Regions from separate parts of the Mus musculus genome. Here region 2 is linked to region 1. The links are chromatin contacts, called in public Hi-C maps. All regions are on one chromosome and are shown on one strand. The core of a region is the stretch at or near the end of the contact, and the rest is flanking DNA. Distances in the headings are between cores, read along the strand shown.

What was found. Hi-C and Micro-C count contacts between places; a contact is called where the count stands out from the background.
Region 2: a contact with region 1 is called in a Hi-C map of bone marrow-derived macrophages, with 17 read pairs. The contact joins two enhancer-like sites. A contact is called at or near these places in 3 of 39 promoter capture datasets (3T3-L1-derived adipocytes, embryonic stem cells and macrophages), 2 of 484 Hi-C or Micro-C datasets (bone marrow-derived macrophages and nephron progenitors), 11 of 115 datasets of contacts at active chromatin or transcription factors (CD4 single positive thymocytes, acute myeloid leukemia, bone marrow-derived dendritic cells and 6 more) and 4 of 9 other capture datasets (adipose tissue, liver, macrophages and 1 more).

What each region holds. Positions count from the first base shown.
Region 1 is chr3:15,339,107-15,341,922 of GRCm38.p6, reverse strand. No RefSeq gene overlaps it. Among named protein-coding and RNA genes, the nearest start is that of Gm9733, 8.2 kb to the right of the region's middle. Within about 2 kb of position 1,387, at least 4 of the 459 cell types and tissues checked have an H3K27ac peak or open chromatin away from gene starts, as enhancers often do. A contact at or near this core is called in bone marrow-derived macrophages, where this site is marked.
Region 2 is chr3:15,589,158-15,591,973 of GRCm38.p6, reverse strand. No RefSeq gene overlaps it. Among named protein-coding and RNA genes, the nearest start is that of Sirpb1b, 16 kb to the right of the region's middle. Within about 2 kb of position 1,368, at least 6 of the 459 cell types and tissues checked have an H3K27ac peak or open chromatin away from gene starts, as enhancers often do. A contact at or near this core is called in bone marrow-derived macrophages, where this site is marked.

The DNA of each region.
Region 1 (2,816 bases), core at 138-2,637:
CACTTTCTTCCACAAAGGTACACATATGCCAACAATAATACACCTCCTACTATTGTCACTCCCTCTAGGCCAATCATTCACACACATGAGTCTATGCAAGTCAAACCTATTCAAACAACCACAAGGGTTATACTGGTGTGTTGGTTACTTTTCTATTGCTGATAGCGAGAAGTTATTATTTTAAAAATAGGGATGGTTAACATATTTGGACCCTAGCTTTTGAATCTAATTATATAGTGTATATTTACATTTTCAGACCAACTCTAGAAAAGAAATGTTTTTAATGCATTCTTTCATCCTTTATGTTCAAACTTTCAGAATTATAAAGAATTGTGTGGCTTGTTTCTGTAATTTTTATACATGTAGATATCTTTTCTCCTGAAGGACAGTGTCATGAATATTCTTCTGATATCATGTATCAAAAGCAAGCATTTCAAATGATCCAATATTTTAAAATATCTATTATACTCCAAGGTATGATACTGAGATCTGCCTTACATTTCAAACACTGTTGGAGCTATGTATCATTTAACTGAGAGATATATTATAAACCATTCATCATCCTATAAATGTGAATGGAAAAATACTGTTAAGTAATAACATTAGTTTGTGTGATTTTTTTCACACTCAAGTAATGCAATTAATTTAGCTTTTATATTTATAAATACATATATATTCATGCATACAAACACATAAGACATAATTTTATACATATATACAAAAGCAGATACACTCATATAAATGCTTTAAAATGAGCTAAAAAAGGTTTCAAATGTCTTTAAAATGGGCAAGTCATTTCTTTTCCAAAATATTTAAAATTTTTTGAAAAACTTTATAGGCTTTTATTTTTTCTATTTTTTGTTTTTTATTCTTATTAGATATTTTATTTATACATTTTTATATGATATTATATTTTGATATGAGTCAAACATTTGCAACTACATTATCTGTGCTTCAATATAGTGATATGTAATATATATATATAGTATGTACATACATGCATATATGCAATATAGTGATATGTATATATCTCTATCTCATCTATATAAAAATATAGATATATAGACAATATTGATATGTGATATAGTTTTTGCACGCTCCTGGACTTGATTCTTTCATTTCCAGTGAAAGAAAATGAGAAGAAACTGAGGATGGATATTTCCCTTTTCAAGTAAATCACTTTCTGTGTGGAACTTTACTATAAGGCTATGGTAAAATAGTTCCTCCAGCAAGATGATGATCTAGAAATATGCAAATAAGAAACCACAGGACTGGATTTCAGATCACAATGTGGTTCAGACCAGAACAAGGATAATTTCTGTCTAAGAGACCTTTCCTATTTCTGGTATGAAATATCCTGATAGAAGCAATTTAAATAAGGAAGTACTCATTATTTTGGCTCACTGTGGGAGGGTATAGTACATTTTACTGAGGAAGTACAGTACTAGGAAGTAGATATATACAGTCAGGAAGAAGAAAACAGTATGTGCTCACACATTTCTACCTCTCTGCCTCATTCAATTCAGAACCCAGGATACGTTTAACTAATTCATCCCAGTTGGTGGAACTGTTTGGGAAGGTTTAGAAAATGTGTCACTAGGAGTGGACTTGATGTTTCAAAAGACTCATGTCATTTCCTTCATTTTATCAGCCTTCTGTTTGAAGCTGTGGTATGCAAACAGTTTTTCCTGCTGCTATGGCTTTGGTCTACCAACATAGAATCTAAACCTTTGTACCTGTAGGCTGATATAATTTCTGCCTTTCATAAGTTGACTTGTTCATACATAGCTCCACCATTGTTTGAAATGTAAGGCAGATCTCAGTATCATACTTTGGAGTATAATAAATATTTTTAAATATTGGATCATTTGAAATGCTTGCTTTTGATACATGATATCTGAAGAATATTCATGACACTGTACTTCTGGAGAAAATATATCTGCATGTATAAAATTACAGAAACAAGCCACACAATTCTTTATAATTCTGAAAGTTTGAACATGAATTAAGAAAGAATGCATGAAAAAATGTTTCTTTTCTAAAGTTAGTCTGAAAATGTAAATATACAATATATAATGAGATTCAAAAGCTAGGGTCCAAATATATTAACGATCCCTAATTTTAAAATAATAGCTTCTGCATAGTAAATCTTTCTCTTTCAAGTGTAAATTTCAATAATTAAGTATGGTCTTCTCAGATCTTCTCACAGGCAACGCTTGATTTTTGTTTCTGTAGTACAGGAGCTGTGGTAGAGCTCAGTGATGCAATAGGTGCTTAGTGAGCATGAAGTACTATGTTGAAGCCTCAGCAATATAACAAAAACCAAGTCAAAACAGGAAGGAAAGGACAGAATGGGGAAAGGGAAGGAAAGAAGGATATAAACAGGGAGATAAGACAGAAGAGGGAAGGGAGGGGAAGATAGAAAATAAATGAAGGAGGAAAGGGAGAAAGGATAAGGCCATGAATTTCCCCCTCACTTAAGTTTGCTTGAATTCTAAGTGGTGCTGTTTGACTTGATTTTTAAAGCATTTTTCTTTTTTTCCCCTTTTTTCCCTTTTTTTTATTAGATATTTTCTTCATTTACATTTCAAATGCTATCCCCAAAGCCTCCTATACCCTCCCCCCACCCTGCTTCCCAATCTACCCACTCCCGCTTCCTAGCCCTGGCATTGCCCTGTACTGGGGCATATGATGCCCTCAAAATTAAGGGCTTCTCCTCCCATTGATGGCCGACTAAGCCATCCTATGCTACACATGCAACTAGAGACACAGCTCTGGGGGATACTGGATAGTTCATATCTTTGTTTCTCCTATAG
Region 2 (2,816 bases), core at 119-2,618, 250 kb before region 1:
ATTAATTTCCTTCTTAAAATCTTCTACCACCATCATGAGAAATGGTTTTAAATTCGCATCTTGCTTTTCAAGTGTGTTGGGGTATTCAGGACTCGAATAGTGGGTTTTAATGATGCCCAGTGGTCTTGGTTTCTGTTAGTAAAATTCTTATGTTTGCCTTTTGCCATCTGGTAATCTCTGGTTTTAATGTTCAAGCTGTCTCTGGATGTAGCTTGATCCTCCTGTGATTCTGTTAGCCTCTGTCAGCCCTCTTGGGAGTCCAATTCTCACCTGAGTTCCAGTGATCAAAGCACTCTCTGCAGGAAAGCTGTCCTCTTGCAGGTCAGGTTTCCAGAAGTCTGGAGCTCTGATCTACTTCCTGAGTCCTGGGTTCAGAGCCCTCCCTGTAGGCTGACACTCCTCTGGCAATGAAGGTGCCCAGGTGTCTGGGTCTTAGCTCTGCCTCCTGGCTGAGGATTAAGTCCTGACAGGACCCTGTCCAAGAAGCTCTCTTACTTCTGTCTTCCATGTGCTCTCAGGTGATCATGAGGTCCTGGGTGTGCTAGGGGTGCTGTAGCATGGAGAGTCCTCTGGGGTCCTAGATGCCCTTGGTATGTTCATGCAGAAGATGCCTGGCCCTCGACCTGAATGGATCCCTGCCTCTGGTTGGACGAGGTTCCTTCTTCCCTGTTCCTGCGGGCACATGACCCTCCTTGGAGCTGATGCTGTGTTCCACTCACCTGTGATCCCGAAGTCCTATGGCATGGAGAGTACTCTGGAGCCTTTAGTGGCCCCTGCTGGGTTCAGGCAGAAGATGGCAGGGTGTCCCGAACTGGAATGGATCCCAGCTTCTGGTTGGTCAGGGTTCCTTTGTCTTACACCCTTTTCAACATCATCTGTTCTGTCAAGCATCTGTTCCAGCAAAATATCACACGCCCTTTCACACGAGAGCTTCTAGAAAAGACTACATGTCTTCTCTCAGTAAAGTATCCTCTCACCAGTCTGATTTAACAAAATATCCTCTTATGAAACAACTCTCAGAAAACCATCACATGACACAACTGAGTCTCCAAAGAAACCAGAAATTTCACTTCAACTTTCTAATATTACATCATCTCTCAAAATAGTGCTCTAAGCTGCTTACAAATACCATAAAACAAGACTTTAGAATCAAAGTGCAGTATCTATGTTAGAAAGCTTCCTGATAATAAAATTATTAGGAATACAATTTCTATAGCTAATAAAGAGATGATTTATAGTTTTATATCTTATGATCCATCAGTTGTCCACTTGATATTGGACCCATGGAAAGGCAGATTAATAGCATTAGGGAAAGAGCACTAAGAAAAGAGTGCCCATGGCAACTGTACAAATAGAGAAAAAAAATGGAACACTGAACCACAGTACCCATAGAAGGAATGTCACAAGCCACCTGAGACTTCCCCAATCTCTTCCCTTAAAGGTTTCACAATATTCTACTAAATCTGTTCTAGGGACCAAGTCATTAAAATACATGGAGAACTAAAGAACATATTCAAACAATTGCATTTCTATTCTCCATCCATAAATTTCTCACTTCCATGAACTCAAGAGGAATCCAAGGCCAAAATGTACAGAAGTTCAGTCTTGAGAATAAGGTATTTTACCATGAAAACTTTTTGCTTAGTGTGAGCATTTAGCGCAATTTCAAGAGTTGAGAGAAAAGAAGTGGGTGGGGAAGAGTACTGAGTGAATCTGAACCTGAAACTACAGCACTATGTTAATATTATGGACATTTGAAATGTAATTTAAGTAGTAATAAATAGTGATTTTTAAAAGTCCTGTACCTGTGTGTGTATAATGATACAAATACACACCAACCCACAAGCACTTATACAACCAGAGTTGTATATGTACAAAACATAAAAATATGTGACCTTCCATACTATTATATAAGGTCGTTTTCAGGACAGGAAAATTTAACACTGAAAGTTTAGCAAAGTCTTTGCAGTGATAGAAAGACAACACATTATTTATGAGAATATGAGGACACAGACTGTAGTTTTGACTATAGTCATCTAACTGTTTTCTCAGTGTTCAACGGGATTATAAAGAAAATCTTGGATATAAGTAAATCACACAAATGACTGTGCAGGTAGGTGTCTTGTGAAATCAGATGTCATGTTGGACAGCAAGCAGGAGTAAAGACAATGTTTTTTTCTTTTATCATGTTGACCATTATTATTCATCATAAGGATACAAAGGGGTGGTTAATTCTAAGCGCTTTGATGCATTTTTAAATTCTTTCTGCAGTTAACTTATTATGAAAAGCCTGATAGCACACAGTAGTTAAAGAGTCTATGTTGGAGGTTGAACGGGGTTAGTAACTTAAGAGTGAGCACAAATATAGCATGTGTGAGACAGTGATTTCAATTACCCACTCCAAAACAAAAGAAGGAAAGAGCAAATGAAAAGAATAGTAAAAGGAGAAATTTCAAATTGAATGCCCCAGATTTAAGTCGGAGCTTCTTCTGTGAATAAGATAGGTTATAGAAGGAAATTCCTCTCTCTGGCTCATTCCCTCTCTATCCAAGTGAAAAGGATAATAGGAAAATAGTGAAAGCTATTGTAGAGAGATATGGAGCAGATTTGACAAGTATGGAGCACAAGATGCTAAAATCATCTGAGCTCATTTAGGAATGGCCCAGCACTCTGTGAAATGTAGTGATAATGTCTTTTAAAAGTTAGATGCTCAGAGACTGTCCCACCCAGGGATCCATACCATATTCAGTCACCAAACATGGACACTATTGCATATGCCAGCAAGATTTTGCTGAAAGGACCCTGATATAGCTGTT